2 separate regions of the Cricetulus griseus genome follow, and region 1 is linked to region 2. The links are chromatin contacts, called in public Micro-C maps. All regions are on one chromosome and are shown on one strand. Each heading gives the region's core, a stretch centred on a gene start, on an enhancer-like site or on the middle of the called end of the contact. The rest is flanking DNA. Distances are from core to core; before and after follow the strand shown. Region 1 holds the start of Lhx9 (LIM/homeobox protein Lhx9). Region 2 overlaps Dennd1b (DENN domain-containing protein 1B).

Region 1 (3,966 bases), core at 751-3,250, 220 kb before region 2:
TTTAATAGGCGAAGTAATTTGGCCGGCATTGTTGTGATTCAGACATGCTTAGCAGATGTTGCTATTCTGTAAGTTCAAGGTCGTTGCCCTGTTCCTTTAAGAAAGTGAAGTGCCTGTCCCGAAGGAAGGACCCCTATCCAATCTTTTCTGTATACTCACTCTTTTCTCTAGCCAGCATAAACAATATATGTCTTTTTCTTGAAAATTTGGTTCCCAAATTAAGCTTTCCACCGAGGTCCCAACAGAGGCTAGCTAAGGCGTTAAAACTCACTTTAAGGATCCCAGTCGAATTTGGTTGCTTCTTTTTATTTTTAAGTAAAATAGCCACTTAAGATGGAAAGAAGTTACTGGCTGGATCCTTTCCTCAGACTAGTAAAATAGTCCAGGCTTCTCCTACTACATTCATTTTGGCGGCACTGGAATGTTAAGTTTCGCCTTTTACTCAGAAAGAGGGTTCTCACTGAATTAATGGTACAAATGATGGTAGTGGGCTATTTAACGAGACCCAAAACTTCGCTGACGGGCTAGAACCGTCTCGGGTCAGTTTGAGCTACAGTCCCCGCAGTGATACGAAAGGTCTACACAGCACTGTTCGCCAAGAATCATTTCCGCAGACTTCTGTAGTTTTCTCCCTCCAGTCCATAAGTGGAAAGGGGAAATTCTTAAATTTCTATTAATTTCACGAAGACATAACTGATATTACGAATAGTAACCGGCGGTTGTGACTGATTGCTTCTCTTGGGTTGGAAGAGTTCATGTTCCTGCTTTTAGACCTGGGCGGGGGGCGCTCCTCATTTTTATCCGATTTCCCGCTACACAAGGCACCCTCCCCATAAAAAAGAGAAACGCAATTTTGTGAGCAGGGTATCTGAACCCGCATGCCAGAAGCCCTAGCAATCACTGGATTCGGGTGGTGAGTACTGAATGTTCGAAGAAATTGGAAATGGACCAGCGCATCGGAGTCTACTCCGAAGAGTCTGGGGTCCCACGGCTCCAGCCTGTCCCGGACACCATGCCGGTAAACGGCCCCCTAGTAACTACACCAAAGCTTGTCCTCGGGGCGGCGGATCCGGCCTGGCGGCCGAGTCACCAGAGACTGGAGTTTGGGGCAGGCTGGCAGGGAGGACGCCCGCTCCTTCCAAGGCCGGCTGTCCTGCGTGCTCGCTATCAGCCGTTACAAAGACTAGTGAGCTCTGGACCACAGCATCCCAGACACCACGATTCGGAAAGGGACCCTTGCCTAGCAAACAGACCTCTCGAGAAAACCTAGCGAGCGAGCGTCCCCAGACAGACGTCCCCGGGACCCGCCATACCCAACCTGGGCAGGCCGGAGACCCGCAGTTTCTCCAGCGCCGCGCCAGGGCTGTCCTTACCGCGTCGCGGCCGTTGAGCTGAGTGCCTTTGGCCAAACGGGCCTCGGTCTTGGATCTGCGCTCCATCTCCTCCATGATGCCTTGGATATGGCCTCCGGAGATCCCGTGGAAGAGCATGGCTGGGGGGCGGAAAGGACACGAATTGTTTTCGGATCGGCACCCCACTATTTCCATAAACACACGCCTGGGGCTCTCAGTTCATCCGCGTGAGGAAGCAAAGGGGACCGCGCAGGGCTGCGCGGTGAAGGAGCGTAGATCGCGGGGACAGGGGCAAGAGAGAAAAGGAAGAAAACGAGAGAGTGGAAATAGATCTATTTGAGAGGGAAAAGATCCGGGCAAAAAAGCGATGGGAAAAGGGAGGGTGGGGGAGGCCCGGCGTTTCCCAGAAGATGTGCAGAAAACAAACAAACGCGGACGGAGGGGAAAGCAGGAGAATCTTACTACAGTGAGAGATCGAATTACTAATGGAAAACAACTGCCGCGGGGGCTGGGGGAGGAGGAAAACAAAATCTAAGGAAGAAAGAAAAAATAGTTTTGAACACAAAGAAAACGAAGTGCTATATTCAGCGGTCCCTAGCTGCCTGCAAGTTCCCAGTGCCTCTAGGTTGGGTTGGGGACTGCTCCTGCCGGAGCTGTGTCCAATTTGTTAAGAGACTAAAGCCAGCCCATTTTTGATAATTTAGTAGGAGGAGTCCTCTCCCTGGAGCAGCCACGGATTTTTATTCAGACAACAAAGACCTGTCATACTCCTCTCAACCCCCTGGTGATGGGCAAGCAGGGACAAACATTACAAAGGGGTGGGGGACTAGGGGGGAGGCAGAAGGAGGGGGCCTTTACCCCCACCCCCACACGCGCGCCTACACACACACACACACACACACACACACACACACACACACACACACACAGTACACATCCAAGAGTTCTCAACAGTCATGCTTTAAAGGACTAAAGGAGCCCTTATTGTCCGAGTCCTGGATGGAGCTGGAGGGAGGGCTAGTCTTATTTGCTCCCAGTTCATCAGACCCCAGCCCAGTGTACACTGAAGATGAGCTGCAAACCTTAAGTTTCCTTCTGGTTCACAGACTTTCAAACCCCCAGTTCACAAGTCTGTCACCCTGCGCGCACCAAACCCACAGTCTTAGAAGGGAGCGCTTCTCCGCAGCGGTGCTTTTAAAGCCTGCTCCTTTCCTCTGTGTCCCTTCTTTCTCCACTCATTTTTTAAAAGCACCCTTCTGACGGCGGTCTAAGACCGAGGGCAGGAGACACCACCAGGCTCCGAGGTGCCCTGCAAAGTGAAAAGGGGAGTGGAGAACTTACTTTCCCGAGTATTACTTTTGGAGAGGGAAAAAACAAACAAACAAACAAACAAAAACGTGTGTGTGTGTGTGTGTGTGTGTGTGTGTGTGTGTGTGTGTGTGTGTGTGTGTGTGTGTGTGTGTATTCTGAAATTTTTGAGTGTAGAGGCCAGGGAATGCTTTTGTAGACCTGGATATTCAATGGAACCTTGACCATGAAGGACTCTTAACTAATTCTAGATTGAAGGTAAACTAGTGGAGATTCTAGTGTCCCGTTTGGAATTTGTCAGCTTGCTTAGGATAGGACTCGGGTGAGCTGGGCGCCCAAGCCGGGTAGGACGAGGCATTGGCCGCTGGCATTGGCACACTTGGGTGGGTGTGAAAGGAGCTCAGGGTGGAGGCGGGGAGGTGAGAACTAACATGCTGGATAGCAGACTGCTCTTCACAAGAGATAGCATTGTTCTGTCGCCCTCTGTTCTTGCTAGCGCGGCCCTTCCCCTCCCTCTGGTCCCATTAAAAAGTGGCCACAATACTCTGATATTGTGGATTCACCGAAACGGCCAGGAAACCCCTAGGATCGTGGAGCGAGGACCAGCTACGGGAACTTAATCAGAAAAAAAAAGAAGAAAGCCCGGCCGCTCTCAGCCCTTTCTTCGTGGTCGCCAGCCTCTGTTTCCCCACTACTCTGCCGTCTTTCCGGTAATCATTGGGGCTTCAGTTTGGATACCCAGAGCAGCAGCCCGGTGGCAGGCCCGCCTCCCTCCACCCTGAAAGTTCCACGCGGAGTTTTCGCCCAATCTGGAGGGAAAGCTGAGAAGAAACGGGGGAAAGGGGTATCGGAGGAAGGGAAAAAAAGAAAGAATAAAGGGTGAGTGCTAATGAGCAGGCTACGGTAGGAAGGAGGAAAGGGAGGAAGAGAAAGAGGAAGGAAGGAAGTAGAAAAGGAAGGAAGGGAGGAGAAGGAATGCAGAGAAGGAGGAAACCACCCTGGTGTAGCAGCCTAACTTCCTGTCCCAAAGGTCCACCTTCGGAGGCTCTTGGGGTCGCTTCTTCCATGAAACTCAAGCCTCCACTGTTTCCCCACCTTTTTTTCTCAGGGTCAAAATAATGTTATTTGCAGACTGGACGCTTTTAAGGTCCTCTGGGTACCAGAATACAGCTCATAAAACACAATTTCACACAAAAAATGAAGCCAATCAAGTGAACTAAGCTGGAGAAACACCCCCCCTCCTATTTTGGCAGCCCTACCTGACAGCAGGATGGCTATTTACTGTAAGTAATGTAATTAGCCCCTT
Region 2 (3,931 bases), core at 1,058-3,557:
AAATGACTTAATTGAGAAACTTGAAATGGGGACTAGTAACTGTAAAACAATGAAAAAGAACATTGGTTTAATAACTACTTTAATCAGTAAAAATATACCTTATAACTATAGTAATTTTTAAAATAGAAGTCACACAGGAAGAAATATCAATGAGGATTAGTTAGGAGGGAGAAAGAAGTGGTATCCCTTCATTAAGCATTAAAAAATTTTAATTAACTGCTTGCCCAAACACAACAATTAAAATGGCAATTACCTCTAAAGTAGCAACAGTGTAATTGCAGCCGCTGTGATCTAAAGCTGGGAAACAAAATGTTAATCTGGAATGAGCAGTTTCAATATGAAATTATGATATACTTGGCTTCCTGTAGTACAGCTGTCAAGCTTGGGCAGCTCGCTGGTCAATAGTGACATTCTGTGTGTCAGTGAGCAGCGTCTCTTGATACCATAACCCACAGTTCACACATTACCGAAGCTCCGACTGTCGAACATTCAAGTCCCCTGGTAGTATTGCAGCTTCCAGACTCTCCTGACTGGCTCATGTTTCATTCTTTGGCAATTTGCCCTAATGATATCCCTCAGGAGCTTTCAGCCTCTCTTCTTTCCATATTTAATCGTGTTGTATTAATCTGAGTGATGCGCAAACTGGGTTGCACAAATTGTCATTTCCTACAATATTTTCTAAGAGACTCACTAATGTTTTCACTTCAACTTTTATATATGGTCCAAAATTTAGCCCTAACCATATTTTCAAGTTGAATATAAAAATATGCATATGATTCCCAAGAAACTCATTTTGCTGTTTGTGTGTTTTTCAGAGGGACCTTTGAGACACAGGCTTTTCCATGTAGCATTGGTAAAAACAGTGTGAGCTATGTCACTGTGTAAATTGTTCTATGATGATCGCTCATCTTTGATACCTTGAACATGCCTTTTTCTTTAGAGGGTCAGCAGCTCTTCATTATTGTTCCCCTTCTGTGAATTTTAGTTAACTGCCTGTCTCCATGGATCGGCTGCTCTGCTCTACCCGATGTACTGGCAGCACATATACATCCCCGTGCTTCCTCCACACCTGCTGGACTACTGCTGGTAAGCTGGCCTTCGCCAGACCCCCTTCAGCCCAGTGTTCACCATTAAAAAACAAAAAGTGCTTTATATTATAGTCACTTACAGATGAAAGAAACAATAGAAACTTGATTTTCAGACTCATAAGTATAAAAAGAATATATTTTTTTTATGTATCAGAACAGTTCATTCCAAAGATAGCAAAAATTTAGATTTGTCAAATGTAGTTCTCTAAATTTTGCAAATTTATTCTGTGGTCGTTTAGAAAAAAAGATGTGTAAGTAAGAAATATAATTTCCTTTTGTGGTTCCAATATTATACAAGGAATCTGGGTGTCAGAGAACAATTATCCCAGGTATCGGAATTTATCTGTTAAATCTACCCATTATCCAATTGGCTCCATGAGGACAACCTTTCATACCTTTGCCTGTGACCCCCTTTTGCTTCACCTCCTTTCTTCTCAGTAGCATCATGAAAACAGTATTGCCAAAGCAATTGTTTCTAGGACAGGAATTTTTGAGAGTCTGGTATGAGGCAAAGTGTCAGCCTAAAGCAACCTTGAAAAACAGTGTGGAAAGTGTGAGAGCCATTGTGAGAACTGGCTGGCTTTAGAAACAGCTCTCAGTGAGTTCAGTAATCTGAGTTCAATCAGGCCACTAGAAACTAGAACAATGGCCAATGGCCTCCTTGTTCTCTCTGACTGGAATATAGCAAGGCTTGTATATAGTAAGGCTAGACAAAGAGTAGACTCCAAAGCAGAAGCTTTGATTGTGTATAGTGAAGCTACTCCAGAACTAGATTCGGATGCAGTAGTTTTGGTCCTTGAGGGTAAAGAATTGTATTCATTATGTAATCACCTGCAGGAATAGTTAAATTTTAAGAAATTTGTTAGGATTTCTTTCTCTGAACCATGCCTTTGTATACATGCATGATACACACACACACACACACACACACACACACACACACACACACACACAGAAATCATTTGGCATTGATAATTTTCTTATATCAAAGCTAGTGTTAGTAAAAATCAGTCCTTTGGAATTAATATATTTATTTAAGATTTTCAAGACAGACATTATTTAAAATTCTTTAAGGATAGTGATTATTTAAATATACGATGTTTGCACAAAGGACTGGTAGGTGTTGTATTAAGTTTCTCTGACTAGCCTTCTAAAACAATGCTTGTACTTGTCCAGATTGATTACACTGCTGTACTGTGTGTTTCCATAGTGTGGTAATAGTATTGCTCATGCTGTGAAGTGGGTGACTAGTGACTCACCACTGTTGTTCTTTCCTTAGGCACCTTGAAAGGAAAAATAGTTTTGTAGACTACAGGGTTTAATTTAATTATATTGTGAAGTGTGATGTGCACAAATCTAAGTATAAAGTCAGATCAATAAGTAAATTTTTCTGTTATTCATTTTAGAGTTTTCCTTTTGACCAACACACTAGTTTTCCTCCTTAAAGACAGAAAATACAGTTGGTTTATGATGATGTACATGATAGATTTTCACATACAAGTGTTCTGTAACTAGACATTTAAAGTACTCTTTTCTAAAAGTCTTATACAATTAAATTCATTTTGATTTTAATTATAATTAATTTAATTTGAATTTAATTATAGGATTAGAATTACATTTTGCAATAGTACTTGCTTTATAATTTTTCTGTTAAAGTGCCCTGACTTCTTATGATAACATACCTTTTACTCAATTCTATGTAGTGCTATATATTCAAATTTTTCTTAAGCATTATTTTTAAAGTATCAATGTTACACAAATTCTTTCCAGAACTATTTTCTTGGTTCTGACCCTGCTGTCAAGTCTTTACTGCTGCTTCCAGTCTAAGTGAAGAAGCTCCTCCTTTCTCCCCTTTCTTTCTTATTGCTTGCTCCCAATGCTGGAAATAGTCTTTAGCACAAGTTCCTACAGCTTCCATGCCATCTGTGGTATCCAAACAGGAACTCTCTAAGCACTGTCTGAGCCTTAAAGTCATATGATAGGCTCAGCTTTTGTTAAAGGATCTAGCAACCCATCTATGTCACTTCATCCTATTGTCAGGACATGTGATAGATGAAGCACTTTCATAGGAAAGATGATTCGGTTCCATTTATATCCTTGATATTAGGATCGTAGTGATATATGCTGAAGGAAGAAAAATGGAAGTTATCCCCTCAGTCTCAATCATCAAACAAAAAGTTTACACTAAGCTCCAAATGGGACCACATTGTTTGAGGATTACTTGTACCGTGGTTAGCTTTTCAGAGTGATTGGGATGCTGCAAATCCTGAATAGTCACGGAGCAGCAAAACATTTCTCTGTCTGCACCTGGTATTGGTGATGTGCCATAACTTTGGAGAACCATAATGCCCTCTTGTGACCATAGATGAATATCACATCTTGGTCCTTTGCCACTCTTATTACATTGTTGGTTGGTTCATTCATCCATCCATTCATGCACCCACCCACCCACCCACCCTCTCACCCCTCCATTGTATAGTGACTACCTATTTGGCAAGCTGTGAATATGTAATATAATGAATAAGCTTCTTTAATTGTTGATTTACTGAAAGAAATAAATACATATACATAGCTCTCTGCATACTTCCATGCACACATCCAAGTACTGAATAACCCTGTAACACTATAATTGCTATAGCAGAGTTACTCAAAGAGACATGGGTGGCAACTGAAGCGGTTAAGTAGAAAGCATTCTTCCTAAGTTCAGGAAAGCTGTTAGGAGGAAGTGATATAATCTGTGTTTTCCTCTTTGTCAAGAAAAACAACAGTACTTCAGTATGCCACATCGTTTGTCAGATACTTCAAAATGGTCTAACCCATGAACATGGCTGTAAGATTATCAT

What was found. A called contact is a pair of places that touch in the nucleus more often than the background predicts.
Region 1: a contact with region 2 is called in a Micro-C map of the CHO-K1 cell line, with 2.8 times the contacts expected there. The contact joins the promoter of Lhx9 here to the enhancer-like site in region 2. A contact is called at or near these places in 2 of 8 Hi-C or Micro-C datasets (the CHO-K1 cell line and fibroblasts).

The regions. Positions count from the first base shown.
Region 1 is chr5:50,476,294-50,480,259 of CriGri-PICRH-1.0, reverse strand. Lhx9 (LIM/homeobox protein Lhx9) reads right to left here and starts at 2,000. Exons shown (of 5, transcript XM_027417456.2): 1 at 1,374-2,000. The coding sequence starts at 1,547.
Region 2 is chr5:50,252,492-50,256,422 of CriGri-PICRH-1.0, reverse strand. Dennd1b (DENN domain-containing protein 1B) reads left to right here. Exons shown (of 22, transcript XM_035444915.1): 10 at 986-1,086. Among named protein-coding and RNA genes, the nearest start is that of Dennd1b, 110 kb to the left of the region's middle. Within about 2 kb of position 2,307, at least 2 of the 6 cell types and tissues checked have open chromatin away from gene starts, as enhancers often do. A contact at or near this core is called in the CHO-K1 cell line and fibroblasts, where this site is marked.